Regions from separate parts of the Sus scrofa genome. Here region 2 is linked to region 1. A link is a contact called in public Hi-C data. All regions are on one chromosome and are shown on one strand. Each heading gives the region's core, a stretch centred on a gene start, on an enhancer-like site or on the middle of the called end of the contact. The rest is flanking DNA. Distances are from core to core; before and after follow the strand shown. Region 1 overlaps PEX5 (peroxisomal biogenesis factor 5). Region 2 holds the start of MLF2 (myeloid leukemia factor 2).

Region 1 (7,317 bases), core at 3,320-5,819:
CCCTGGTGGCCTAGCAGTTAAGGATCTGGTATTGTCACTACTGTGGCTCAGGTTGCTGCTGCGGTGCGGGTTCAATCCCTGGCCTGTGAACTTCCACATGCCGCACACAGGTGTAGCCAAAAACAAATGAACAAAAAATAAACAGATACTAAGGTGGAGGGCAGAGACGTGGTCAACCACCTACCATTTGCTGCCAAAGGAGATAGCAATCTTCTTAAAATGCTGTCAACCAACTTCGAAAGCAGAGCTCGTTCCTCTGTGCGTTTAATGCATCATGTGCAAACCTCTTTTCTAGGTGTTATCATTTATTATTATTATTTGACAAGGATAGCCTGTTATTATTAAACTTTATATCCCAAGAATAAAGCATACTCTCAATAACTGCAGGAGAGTGAGGGCAAGGGAACAAATTCAGGCTTCTTTTCACGGAAGGGGGCTTGGGGACCCTTCAAATTCAAGATGAAAGGAGATACAATAAAACACGAAAATCCCGCGATCTGCAAAACCAGTTCTCACCTTATCATAGGAAGCAGACGTGAGGTCGTCATAGTCAGAAAGCCAGGGGTGGGCCTCAGCATCCCGTTTGGCCATCTCCTCCAACTCTGCCTGCAACTTGTCCCAGAAATCGACATCAGACTGTAAGGAAGGGAAGGCAGATAGGAAAGGAAGATCCATCATGACCTCGCCACCCCACCCTCAGCTCCACTAACAGGGATTCCTCAGGCAGCAGTTCTTTAATTTTAATGTGCTTAAGGCCAGCTGAAAACTTTTTTTAAATGCAGATTCCTAGGGCCTATCCACAGATTCTGACTCAGTAGTCTGTGATGCCCAGGAATTAATTTATTTATTTATTAATATATCTATCTATCTTTTTAGGGCCACACCCATGGCATATGGAAGTTCCCAGGCTAAGGGTAAAATCAGAGCTGCAGCTGCCGGCCTACACCACAGCTACAGCTACACAGGATCTAAGCCACATCCGCAACCTACACCACAGCTCACGGCAACGCCCGATCCTTAACCCACTGAGTGAGGCCAGGGATCAAACCCGCATCCTCATGGATACTAGTCAGGTTCTTAACCTGCTCAGCCGAAATGGGAACTCTCCAGGAATTTGCATTTTCAATAGGCACGCACCCCACCCCAAGCAGGTCTGAGAGAGTTGAGCCAGGGACATTATGAAATACAATGTTCATTATCTCTGACGTTAAGACACCCACTCTCTACAAAGGAGTGTTTTCTCTTGGGCCGTCTACACCACTAACCTCTCTCACCTCTATAGCTGACTTGGCTCGTTCAAACTCCATGTCAAGAGCAGACGTGTTTACTGGTCTTGTGAACTGGTCAACCCAGGCATCTGATGTACCCTGTGACAAAGAACGGCGATGGTCATAGCACCACCCACTTTCCATCCCCTAAATACCAACTAAAAACCCATTAATCACCACCAACCTGGGCACCTCTGAGAAGAACACTCTCAGAATCTCTCTCCCACCCACTCAGGATATGGATGCTACCAAAATGAGCCGGCGATAAAATCCCATCCCCATCTGGGACCACTGGACACTGAGCCCACAGCCAGGGGCACCAGCCAGCTCTGAGGTGGGACTGGGAGGTGACGATGTCCTACCTGCTGCTGAATAAACTCTGCTGCCCACTGCTCTGCCTGAGCTCGGCCCGACCCTGCGCCGGACTCCAGGGACACCTGCCCCTCGCCAATCTGCCGCACGAATTTCAGGAACTGGGGCACAGAGACACACACAGGCCACTTGAAAAAGGCTTCCGGGTGTGACCTCTCAACCATGCCCAGAGGAGCCTGCACCTACCCCTTCCCCTGACCAGCTCTAGCTGCAGACAAGATATGCTAAAGACCCTGAAAAAAGCAGAAAGCAAAAAGAAAGGGATTTCTGCCTCTAAAGACTTGAAAAGGCACAGAAAAGGGAAAGGGTTAGTAGGCAGGAAATGAGGCGAGGATACCAGAAGGAAGGGGCAGGGTCCTAAGTCTCTGTTCTCCAGAAGGAAGGAGGGGACCTAGGATCTCATCTCTTTCCTTTGAAACGAAACTAGGGGAAGGGAAGCAAGATTCCCAACTTCTAACACCAGCTCTGCTGGGCAGAGCAGCAGCAGGAGGTGGCTCACCTCAGAGTTGGCCAGTTTGGGGTCATCCACCTTGGCCACAAAGTCACTGGCTGCCTGCTGCAGGTCCTCCTCAGGACGATACTCATCATACCTGGACAGGTAGGACATGCTCATTTCACATGTTAGTCTGCCACCACCTCCCCAGGCTGTTCCCTCCTCCAGGCCCACGGTAGTCATAGTTCTCATCAGGGAACCAAGGGGTGACGCTACTCCACTCTGGGCTTGAGGACTCACATGCTCCAATTTACACCAAAGCAGTGGCAGAGCACTGGCCACAGGCTTTTATCCCTCCCTTTCCCAACAGACTGGAACGGGCTCCCAGTTAAAAAGGGAGCAAGGGTGCGTAAGATAAGAGTTACAAACGTTCGGTAAGACAGTTAGGGTTCTTGACTCAATTATAGTGAAGACATACGCTAATTTGGGGTAACAGTACAAGGGGAAACCTTAAAGTAAAAAATGAAGGGATTGTAAGCTGGTTTGGAAATGTGGATGGAGGAGGTTGGGGAGGCTGGGCAGACAGTCCAACATCCCTTTCACAGGCATCCATCCAAACACGGCTGGACTCACCAGCGGTCAGCGGCAGCTGTTCCCTCGGCGTCTCCCAGCCATAGCTTTTCCTCTGACTGCTCCAGATACTCCTCAGCCCAGCGGGCAGGGGACACAGACAAGGGGTCTGCAAGGAGCAGAGAGGTGGGGAATCACTGAGGGATCAGGAAAGGAAGAATATCGACCAAGTCAAAGTGGATTACATCCTACTGAATACCTTAGAGACCCTGGGTCAAAAGAAAATACTTCTGGAGTTCCCATTGTGGCTCAGCAGAAACAAATCCGACTAGGAACCATGAGGTTACGGGTTCAACCCCTGGCCTCACTCAGTGTGTTAAGGATCAGGTGTTGCCATGAGCTGTGGTATAGGTCCCAGACACGGCTTGGATCCTGTGTTGCTGTGGCTCTGGTGTAGGCTGGCAGCTGTAGCTCCAATTCAACCCCTAGCCTGGGAACCTCCAAATGCTGTGGGTGCGATCTTAAAAAGAAAAAAAAAAAAAAAAAAAATACTACTAAATTTTCAACACCTAACCCACTCTCAAGGGGCCTGGGGCAGAAGTTTACTGAGTTGGGAACAGGAGACTAAATAAGGAGGCTCAGGAGAGGAGTTAAGGACCAAACCCTTTGCCAACATCAAATGCTATCACCAACATGAGGAATCTAAAAAAAAGGACACAATGAACTTCTTTGCAGAACAAATACTGACTCACAGACTTTGAAAAACATATGGTTTCCAAATAAGACAGGTTGGCGGTTGGGGGGATGCACTGAAGGTTGGGATGGAAATGCTATAAAATTTGGTTGTGATGATTCTTGTACAACCATAATTGTAATAAAATTCATTGAGTAAAGAAAAAAAGAAAAAAATACATAATTGCTATTTAATCTTTCAGAAATTTAAGCCACTTTAACGATTAAATATTTCATATTTAGTTTATATTTTTATTGAAAGTCTATCTCCAAATGAATTATCCAAATAAAGAAATCAAAGGAAAAAAAAAAGACGAAACCCTTTTGCTTGAAGTATAGGAGCCCTTCCTAAGAAACAGCAGGCCCTGGGCCACCGTCTCGCTCAAGAGACTACAAGGAACTGGCAAGGAGCCAAGGGAGAGCACAGGAGCTCCTGTTCCTTAACCAAACCTCTGGTCTGTTCCCCTCTAGAATTCACACCTTCCCAACAACAGGAGCCCCTTATTTCAGCTTAATATACCTACCAGGAGACTATGAGAAGCAGACTGCTGGGCTAGAACTAAAAATACATGGGTCCACTCTTCCTACTGGATCTTTTATTTATTCATTTATTTATTTTGTCTTTTCAAGGCTGCAACTGCGGCATATGGAGGTTCCCAGGCTAGGGGTCCAATCAGAGCTGTAGCTGCCAGCAACTACAGCCACAGCAATGCAGGATCTGAGCCATGTCTGCAACCTACACCACAGCTCACGGCAACACTGGATCCTTAACCCACTGTGCGAGGCCAGAGATCAAACCTGCAACTTCATGGTTCCTAATTGGATTCATTTCTGCTGCACCACGACGGGAACTCCTGGATCTTTTTTTCATGTTTTAACTGAGACGTAACATACAAACATGAAAGTACAGAAAGTGTACCAAACATACGTGTGCTGCTTCATTAACCTCCACCTATGAACACACTCAAGTCACCCCCACCCAGATCAGGACATGGAACGTTTATAGTTCCCTCGCAGGCTGCCGTGGGTCCCCAGCCCCTGGGATAAACACCATTCTGATTTCCATCACTTCTGACTGGTTTTGAGAGCAAAGTCTTTAAGTCCAATTCTAAAAATTGTCTTAGAAGCTCTAGTGACAAAGGGCAACATCAGAATAAACATATCGAACTTTCCTCTGCCTCCAGGACTTTACCCTTTACTATTCTAGGGCCAGGAAAAAAAGCAAAGAGAGAATTAGTTAAAGGGTTTAAAAGATCCTGAGGGAGTTCCCCAGTGGCTCAGCAGATTAAGGTTAAGCAGCCTTGTCGCTGCTGTGGCGTGGGTTCCAGCCCAGGCCCCAGAACTTTGGCATGCTGTGGGCAGGGCCAAAAAAGGGGAAGGGGGCCTGAGGTGTACCTTCCTTCTGCTCTGTCCCTGTGTCCTTATAAATCAGACACTGAAATGATCATCCTGTCTTTGTCCCCAATCTGAAGATTTGTCACTGCTTTTAACACCAAGAAGACAGGTTTACCTCCTCAGTATTAACATATAACAGAACTTTCTTTCCATTTAACTGAGACCCTGCCTGAATAATTTCAGCAAACTGATCTCAATATTTGAGAAAGTAATGTTAAAACCTGAGGGGGGGAAAAAGAGCACAACTCACTGAATTCACCTAATTAAAAATAAGAAGTGATTTATTACTAATAAATCAAAGATAGAGTTTGACAGGTTTTTCTGATCCTGGACTCTGTCTCTTCACTTCAAGGACTCTCAACTTTTATACCCAGATTTCCCTCGCTAGCTTTTATAGGCAACATTTCTCTTTCCTTTGCCCGACTAGACTGTTGGCTCAAGCGTGGAGACCTAATAAGGAGATGCTGAATACCTCTGTCCCAATCTCTGGAAAAATAACCAGTCCCCTCCCCCTCACTCTCCGGTCACTGCTTACTCTCAACCAGTGTTCTGCAAAAGCAAATTCTGGCCACGAGAACTCTGCAAATTACTGAGAACACCATCTCTGCGAAATGCCCCTCTCAAGGGCAAAAACCAACAAAAAAGCACAAAGCACCTGGACTTTAAAACAGACAAGGGGGAAGTTCCTATTGTGGCTCAGAGGTCACGAACCAACTAGTATCCATGAGGATGCAGGTTTGATCCCTGGCCTCGTTCAGTGGGTCAAGGACCCAGCGTTGCCCTGAGCTGTGGTGTAGATCACAGATACAACTAGGATCAACTAGGATCCTGTGTTCCTGTGCCTGTGGCATAGGCTGGCAGCTACAGTTCCAATTCGACCCCTAGCCAGGGAACTTTCATATGCCTCAGGTGTGGCTCTAAAAAGCAAAAAAAAACAGAACAAAAAAACAGACAAGACGTAGTTTAGGGGAACAAAAATCCCAGAGGTGGGTCATCCTCAAATAGCTAAAACTTGGTATGTGGCCATATGGGCCACAAGACTTAGGGTTTTATGGCATCGGGAAGCTGCTCCAACAAAGGAGTCAGAATAAAATAACCAGAGGAATACCACTCAGCGTTCACACTATTTTTTGAGAAATTCCTACAGAAAAGCAGATCCATTTGGATACCAGTGAGATTGAAGCAGCAGAGGCCTGCTGCGGGAAGGGACGATCCTAGGTCATGGAGACTGTACCCAATAACTGATTCAGAACATTCACCTCGTGTGGTTTCTCAATTTGTGTTCATTTCATTGAGGCACATCTACCCAAGCTTAACGGTCTAAAACTCAGAACTTCCTACCTTCAACCACGCCAAGTTTCCAGGTCTGCAAAATCACACCGTGGTCAAGAACACACGTTCTAGGGTCAGCCTACCTGCTCTCAAATCCCAACCCCACCACTCAGTCACGGTGCATCTTCAAACAAGTTAGCCCTCTAAGATTCCATCTCCCTATATGAAATAGGGATAAGAACAGCTACCTCACAGGGATTCTTACGAAGATCAAATGAGATAGTGCCTGTGCAAAGCACAGAGTAACAAATATTAGCTATTATTATCACTACTGTGTGCTCATGGCAAACCCATACAAAAGTAGAAGACATCACAATGAGATCGTTATTCCTTTTACTCCACAGCCTCCTCCTCTGTCACCCAATGGAGATCCACTGCCAATCACCACCTGCTACTGCTGACCCCTGCTTTTCCTGTAAAAGTGCAGGTTTACCTCTCATGATTATCCTGTGAACCTCACACACCATATTAGCTGGGGCCATCTAAATGCAAGACCCCCTTAAAGATGTGTTTCTTTCCTAGAGCTGAGCAATCACAAGATGAACAGTTATGTGGCCCAGAAGGGTTTTTTTGGGGGGAGGGGGGTGGAATTCTATCGAGAAATATGTCAAATGAAAAAATGAGCTTCATGTGTTAATGGAATAATGCAATTGTGGTAGCACTTAAATAAATCTACACATATGATAAAACTACACCAAAACTATAAATACACAAATAAGGGCATGTAAAACTGGTGAACCCAATAAGCTCTGTGGATTGTACCAATGGCAATTTTCTGACTTTGATATTGTACATAACTAACAAATGCAAAATGTTACCATTGGTAAAAACAGAGGGAAAGATACACAGGACCTTTCCATACATTTTCTTTGCAACTTCCAGTGAAACTCTATTTCCAGAGACAACACTAAAACGAGAAAAACGAAGTTTCAAGGTTCCTTTTAAACTAGAGCTTAGAATCCTAACAATGTGGACTTAAAAATAATAAAGATTTAAAGAATATAACCTTTCTTTCAACTTGAAGTCTACTTTCCACAAACAGGCAACCAATACCATTAGTATAATAATATCAGCCATAAATGCTATGAGGCTAATGGAAATGAATTACAGTTGGCCCTCTGCATCCAGGCATTCCACACCCACAATTCAACCAAGTAAGGATGGAAAGTATTGGGGATTCCAGAAAGCTCCAAAAAGCAAATTCACATAGCATTT
Region 2 (7,426 bases), core at 129-2,628, 400 kb after region 1:
CATGTCAAACTGCTCTAGTTTGGGGGCAAGAGGAAGAGGGGCACTCGTGTGGCAGAATGTCCAGAGATAGGGCATCTGGAAGATAAAAGATTCTGCTAAGTCTCTTCCCCAGAAATATCAATGGAAAACACATTTTCTTTTATTCTGTCTTTCTCTTTGGCTTTGCCAGCTTCTAGGTTCTCTGTCTCCGTTCCCCCTATGTCTCCGTTACTGCTTTTTTTCCCTCTTTAATAACGATCAAGTCCAAAGAAACCTGAGAAACCCCACTCCCACTATCTCTTCCTGAGTGACCAGGGACCTTCCCCCTCTTCCCCAAGGAAGCGTTGGGGTTGGGAACAAGTCTCTCTCACTGTCAGGCCCTGTGAAGCACGAACAGAGCCAGCAGTCAGTGTAAAGAACCAAAAGATCTGGAATTTGGATGAGCCTGGTCTAAAGTCCACCCTGGACAGTCCAAATCCTGACACCCAGGGGGAGGGCCCTTCTCTCCAGCTGGGCCAGATTTTATGCAAGGCATTTAGTGTGTCAAAGTGTCAGTCTTTGGCCTTAGAGTCGGTCTCCTGACCTGTTTTCCAACCCCGCCCCTGGGTGATCTGGGTTAATGGAGCTCTCCACCTCCTCTCCAAAACATTAGACCCTTGACCTACCTACCTTCCTGACTAGAGGCAAGAAAGATCAGTGTGGACTGGGAGCTCTTGAGGACACAGGAGTCAGAGAAAAGGAAGGGGAGAGTAGCATTAAACGAAAAGATGTCAGAACTAGGACCTCTCCCCAGTCTGACCCCTCACAGCAGGGTAACTGAGGTGGGGTCCGGGAGTCTCTCAAATGCTAGTTCCCAATGGGCTGCAGTTCCAGTCTGGCCGAAGAGCGCCATCTGGCGGCCAGCCCCTCAAACTGGAATCTCTTTGCCCTAACTGAGTTCTCGAAGCCAGAAGACAACCTGGGCGGAACCGTCACCTCCTCTCCTACGTCACTCCGGGGACCCCGCCCCTGCCTGGATCGCACCTCCTCCTGCGGGCGACTGGCCCTAGCGCCTCCCCCGCAGAATTGCCGCCCTTCCGCCCTCTCGGGTTGATCGCTTCCCCGGTAGAAATCTGCTTAATGCTCCCCCGGGGATCCGCCCCACCTCGTCGGGGAGCCCATCCTATCCCCTGGGAATCTGCCCCCGTCCTCTTCCTCCCCTCCCGGGGGATGGACTGCCCTGCTCCTCTTCCACATACTAACAGGGAGCCTCCTCCGGTCCACAGGACCCAAATCCAGGTTACTAACGAGGTCTCCCCTCCCCTCGTCCCAGAAGGACTCCGCGGCCAGGGAGCCGGCCTCGTCGGCGCCCACGCCCGCTGATGGGCGGAGCTCCGCGGGCTCGGCCCCGGGATGGGCTGTCCCATCGTGACGTCACTTCCGTCCGGGCCTGGCCGCGGTTCGGGATCCTTGGGCCGAGGGGGGGCAAGGAGGTGGCAGCTGAGCGAGGAGGCGGCGCGGAGGCCGAGGACTCACGCCTGGACCAATCCCGCGTCCCGGGCCGCAAGCCCCGATCCTGCCGCGCCCCGAGAGGCAAGACCGGCCGGATGGGCCGCTGAGCCCGGATCGGGGACCGGTGAGGCGCGAGCGGAGCGGGCAGCCGGTCCGGGGCGGGAACGGCCCGCTGAGCTGCAGAGGGTCCGGGAGCTTGGGATGCGGGGAGGGAAGCGGGTCAGGCCCGCCTCTCCTACTCGCCCGGCGGGGAGGCAGGGGCCGGGGAAGCCGCCGACAGGCGTGGCGAGGACGGTGAGGCCCGTCCGGGGGAGGCCTGGCGGCGGCCGGGTGTGAGGAGGGGGCGGGGTGGTTGGGGTCATTATTGGGCCGGCACTTGGGATTCGCCTCCGGCACGGTGGCGTCGGGGAGGGGGAGTATGCTTCTGGCCAGGGCTTTGGGAAGAGGATGACTATGAGTGGGGGAGGCAGAAAACAGGCTTGGAAAATTTTTCCATGGTCCTTTTTCAGAGAGAGGTTCGAAAAGCTCTTCTCTCCCTAGAGGGTGATGTTGAACACCTGGAGAAGGGTCTCAAGTGGAGTTGGGGGCGGGGGGAGGTCAGTTACAGTATTTGGAAGGGACAGTGCTCTGCGAGTCCCTGCCCTGAGCGGATGTGCAAAAAAGCCTGGCCGCCTCCAAAATCTGAGCCTCCACATCTTCACAGTGTGGAGCCCCCTGGAGCTAAAATCAGGATGTTCCGCTTCATGAGGGACGTGGAGCCTGAGGACCCCATGTTCTTGATGTGAGTATCCCCGCCCCCTCACGCGCTAGAGCACGCATCCGCTCCACATCAGGTCTCCGAGTAGTTCAGATGGACTCAGGGCCTCCCGTTGCTGCTCAGCCCCAGCTCAGACTTTGAGGGGAAGTCTGTGCTCCTGGTTCCCTAAGGCTGTTTTCTTGGCGGGGGCGGGGAGGCGTTGACTGCTGGCCTTTCTAAGCCCACACGGTATACACCCCATGCACAGGGACCCCTTTGCCATTCACCGTCAGCACATGAACCGGATGTTGTCGGGTGGCTTTGGATACAGCCCCTTCCTCAGCATCACAGATGGCAGCATGCCAGGGACCAGGCCTGCCAGCCGCAGGATGCAGGTAAATGGTGGTGCAACAGACCTGAGACCAGAAGAAAGGTTGGAGGGTGGTTGTATCAAAGTGCTTGATTTTTCTTGCACAATGGCCGGCTTAGCAAGTGGGCAGAGGGGTCTGGAAAACAGGTTTTGTGATCCCCTGTTGAGGGCTTGGTTTGGGACAGTAATGAGCTAGGAAGTGGTCTCTCATTCTTGTTCCTTATGTGTTCCTGTAGCCTGGGGCCGTCTCTCCCTTTGGGATGCTGGGAATGGTGAGTCCTCCTCCTCTCTTAATATCCTTCTCGTACATGCTCTATACCCTTAGGTATTATTTCCAAATGTGCCTCTGGAATAGCCTTGTGGGTAGTAACCCTAGAATCCTCCCATAGTGTTCACAAGCCCTGGGCCCGCTGTGTGCTATGAGTCCTGTGAGTTCAAGATGCCAACTCACTGGCTCCTGTCCTCAACGCTGTGCCCATTAGGAAGATGTAATTGCCTGGCAAAGTGTGTTCTTTTGAGGAGTTCCCTGGTGGCTCAGTGGGTTAAGGATCCGGCAGTGTCACTGCCATGGCCAGGGTTCGATCCCTGGCCTGGGAACTTCTGCATGTTGTGGGTGAGGCCAAAAAAAAAAAAAGTTTGTGTTCTTTTGAGAAGAGAGGTGTTGTAGAAGGGCCAACTGGATGGGGTTCCGATTGTGGTACAGTGGAAATGAATCTGACTAGGAACAATAAGGTTGTGGGTTCGATCCCTGGCCTCGCTCAGTGGGTTAAGGATCTGTTGTTGTGAGCTGTGGTGTAGGTCACAGATGTGGCTCGGATCCTGTGTTGCTGTGGCTCTGGCCTAGGCCAGCAGCTGTAGTTCGGATTGGACCCCTAGCCTGGGAACCTCCATATGCCATGAGAGCGGCCCTAAAAAGACAAAAAACAAAAAAGTAAAATTAAATAAAATCAAAATTTTAAGTTAAAATTAAAAAAATAAAGGCCAACCAGAGATGTTTTTAAGATGATATATCTTTACAGCTTCCTGACCAACCCTTTTATAGGTTAGAATCCAGAAACTCTGGCTTGCTCCCCACAGGCAGAAGGAAATAGGGCCACCAGGGGAAGGGAAATGGGATCAGAGCAGCCCTAGAGAGGGAGGAGGGTGGCAGGGTACAGGAAGAGAAGTGTGGAGGGAGGCACGCCACATACTGGTCCCGTTCACGAGGAATGAGGAAGAATAGCTGCTAGATGTGACAGAAGGGGAGAAGGGACAGGTAGCCATATGGCCCATGGGCTCCTCTGGGTGCAGCCCTGCTTCCTGATTGTTTTCATCTCTTTGCTCCAGTCGGGCGGCTTCATGGACATGTTTGGGATGATGAACGACATGATTGGGAACATGGTGAGAATCTTGTCCCATCTTCTTGCCCAGTCCCATTCCTGTCATGGCTGGGGAGGAGCTGGGAGGTGCTTGTGAAGCCAGCAAGCTGGATGAGGTGACTGGGCAGCAGCGCATCTAATGAGGTGTGGGATAAGGCCTCGTCTCTTAAGGTCCTTGTGGTTTATTGTTGGGCTTAGAGGATTTGGGGGGTTATGATGGGTCCTGATGACGTCTCAGTTCTCACCTTTTGTGAAGAAGATACTGGCAGGAACAGGCTGTCGTCGAAGGGACGGGTCCCTTCTCCAGAAGCGACCCCCTCCCCACTCCACCCTGCTCTTCCCTTCCCGGCTCAGGAGCACATGACAGCCGGAGGTAATTGCCAGACCTTTTCGTCCTCCACTGTCATCTCCTACTCCAACACGGGCGACGGTGCCCCCAAGGTCTACCAGGAGACTTCCGAGATGCGCTCGGCCCCGGGCGGGGTGAGTTGGAGGGCAGTGGCCACCCAGAGGGAGTGGGGGGTGGGGGGTTTAAATCACGCCCACAGAGAACCTGGTGGCATCTTTCAGGGTCTGGTAGAGGGCAGTCTGGCTGGGCCGGTGTGGGGCTGGCTGGGCTAGCGTAACCAGGCTTTGGAAGGAGCCGCTGAGTGTGCCATGCTGCGCCTCACTCCAGATCCGGGAGACTCGGAGGACCGTCCGGGACTCGGACAGCGGGCTGGAGCAGATGTCCATCGGGCATCACATCCGAGACCGGGCTCACATCCTGCAGCGCTCCCGAAACCACCGCACAGGGGACCAGGAGGAGCGGCAGGACTACATCAACCTGGATGAGAGTGAGCCCTCCCCCTTCTGGCCCCCCCAGCCCCTAGTCCCAGTCCCTGCACTAGGGGAGAGCAGCTTTCTCACCCACCCTGCACAGATATTTCTTGGGCAAGGTTATGGATGAGCCCCATGTTCTTAGTTTGATTGGAGCTTTTTTGTCAGCTTAGGGCTGAGTTAGGTGTTGCTGATGTCCTCACCAAGGAGGGCAAGCTGTCACCTAAGTCAAATATTGAAAACTTAGGCGTTCCCGTTGGGGCTCAGCAGGTTTAGAACCCAACTAGTATCCATGAGGATGAGGGTTCGATCCCTGGCCCCACTTAGTGGGTTAAGGATCCGGCGTTGCCATGAGCTGTGGTGTGCCGCTCAGATTCCTAGCCTGGGAACTTCCATATGCCACAGGTGCAGCCATAAAACGACAAAGAAGAAAACTTATTGTGTGCGTGGGACTGTGCTCCTTCACTAATTATCCCATTCCTGATTTCAGCCTTCTCGTGGCTTCCAGTTTGAATCCAAAATTGCTAAGCCAGTTGTTCCCCTCCCTTACCAGCACCCCTCTCACACACACACACACACACACACACACACACACACACACTTAGGGCCTGTGACAGACAGATACACACACACACACTTAGGGCCTGTGACACACAGACAGACACACACACACACACACACTTTGAGCCGTCGCTCTGGGTTTTGGTCTTAGGGCCTGTGACACACAGACAGACACACACACACACACACACTTTGAGCCGTCGCTCTGGGTTTTGGTCTTAGGGCCTGCGACAGCCTCGGGAAGCCAGGTGGTACAGACGTGACTGGTTTCTGTCCTCTTCAGGTGAAGCCGCAGCATTTGACGATGAGTGGCGGAGGGAGACCTCCCGATACCGGCAGCAGCGCCCTCTGGAATTTCGCCGGCATGAGGCTTCAGGGGGCGGGGGACGAAGGGCTGAGGGGCCTCCCCGCCTGGCTATACAGGGCCCCGAGGACTCCCCATCCCGACAGCCCCGCCGCTATGACTGGTGAGGGCCCTGAGCCCTCAGCCTCTCTTGTAAGTACCCATGGGGGGTGGGGGCCGGGTTTAAGGTGTCAAGCATGGGCGGGGAGCCGGGAGTGTCCTGTGCAGCCTCTGGGCCTTGAGGCAGGAACAGTCAGGGCACCCGGCAAACATGGCCTTTGATAGTAGAAGTTTTAACCAGTACAGAAAGAACAGTCCTCTGGCTGGAATAGGGGATTAGGCCCAACTCCTGGCTTTATGTTTTCTTTTTTCTTTTTTTTTTTTTTTTTTTGTCTTTGCATTTTCTAGGGCCGCTCTCACAGCATATGGAGGTTCCCAGGTTAGAGGTCTAATTGGAACTGTAGCTGCTGGCCTATGCCAGAGCCACATCTGTGACCTACACCACAGCTCACAGCGACGTTGGATCCTTAATCCACTGAGTGAGGCCAGGGATTGAACCCACAACCTCATGGTTCCTAGTCGGATTCATTAACCACTGCGCCACGATGGCAACTCCAGTGTTTTCTTCCCTTTGACCTGTGCTTTTCTCTTCCCCTCCAGGGACAGGCTGAGAGGCTGAGAAGTCATCCCCTGAAATAACTTTTCCTCTTCAGCTCCCACTCCCAATTTAATATTAAATTAACAGGCAAGCTGGCCCCCACCTCTCCCTGGGGGTCTCAGGGAGGACCTCTCACTGCCCCTTTCCCCACTTTTTCCTGCGTTAATCTCCTTACCATGATGATTCCACCCCTGTATCCGCTAACTTGATTTTTTCACTCTGCTGCTCCATCTCGGAACCTCCTCACCTTCCCTGTTCCACCCCTGCCATGCATTGAAGGGGCTTTGGGGGCGAGCTCTGGGTTTAGGGGCTTCGTCCACCCCTCAGCGACCCTGGATCTTTGCCCACCTCCCCCTCAGATTCCCCGCTGCAGGGGCCATTGCCCATATCCAGGGCTGCATGTGGAAGGAGAGGACGGTTCCCAACCCTTCCTCCCTTCCCACCCCCTGCACATCACAAAGCTCTTCCCCATGCCCTTCTCTGCCTTTATTTTTTTGATTTGTGCAAGTTGTAACTAACTAGGTGTTTATGGAATAAAGGAGAATGGAAAAAAGACCCAGTAAGGTCTTGGCTTTGCTTTTGATCTTTTCCCTGTTCAATTTCAACCCTCCTGCATCTTCCTCGGCACCGTCTTACCTTCCCTTGTGTCGCTCTCTTAACTTGGGTTCCAGCCCAGCACCTCACGGGTAACAACAGTGGGGCTGTCAGAGCTCTGGCGGGTGAGAAGCCACCACGGAACACGGCTGGGCTGGGCCAGGCTCGGGGTGACAACGACAGCAGCTGTCCTGCCGGCTCCCTTCCTCGCTTTTGCCGGGAGCGGACCCTTCACTTGTCAGGGATGCAGGGCCTACCTCTCCACTGCCTGGGGAGTTTTCTCCCCATCGTCCCTTGGTCACCGCTTCTCGCCTGGGCTATAGGTGGAACACGGGGGTTGCAGAGCAGGAAGGAGCCCACATAACCCCACTCAGGTCCTCGAGGGGGAGGAACATGCCTGGGCAGTGTTATTCAGACCCACCAGGCCCAGTTGATGAGAATTTGAGCCCAGGGAAGGAGACTAGAGAAGAAAACTAGCCTGGAACCTGAGCGGCTCTGGAAGGGCCCGAGGTGCTCA

Evidence for each region. Hi-C and Micro-C count contacts between places; a contact is called where the count stands out from the background.
Region 2: a contact with region 1 is called in a Hi-C map of liver, with 8 times the contacts expected there. The contact joins the promoter of MLF2 here to the enhancer-like site in region 1. A contact is called at or near these places in 1 of 5 promoter capture datasets (liver) and 1 of 47 Hi-C or Micro-C datasets (liver).

Annotation. Positions count from the first base shown.
Region 1 is chr5:63,551,137-63,558,453 of Sscrofa11.1, forward strand. It overlaps PEX5 (peroxisomal biogenesis factor 5), which reads right to left. Exons shown (of 17, transcript XM_013988424.2): 6 at 2,707-2,812; 7 at 2,140-2,230; 8 at 1,631-1,741; 9 at 1,275-1,367; 10 at 517-636. Among named protein-coding and RNA genes, the nearest start is that of PEX5, 8.0 kb to the right of the region's middle. Within about 2 kb of position 4,570, at least 8 of the 83 cell types and tissues checked have an H3K27ac peak or open chromatin away from gene starts, as enhancers often do. A contact at or near this core is called in liver, where this site is marked.
Region 2 is chr5:63,950,282-63,957,707 of Sscrofa11.1, forward strand. MLF2 (myeloid leukemia factor 2) reads left to right here and starts at 1,379. Exons shown (of 9, transcript XM_003481695.4): 1 at 1,379-1,594; 2 at 2,174-2,251; 3 at 2,475-2,601; 4 at 2,813-2,848; 5 at 3,903-3,956; 6 at 4,289-4,417; 7 at 4,611-4,770; 8 at 5,598-5,810; 9 at 6,318-6,870. The coding sequence starts at 2,202. The coding sequence ends at 5,785.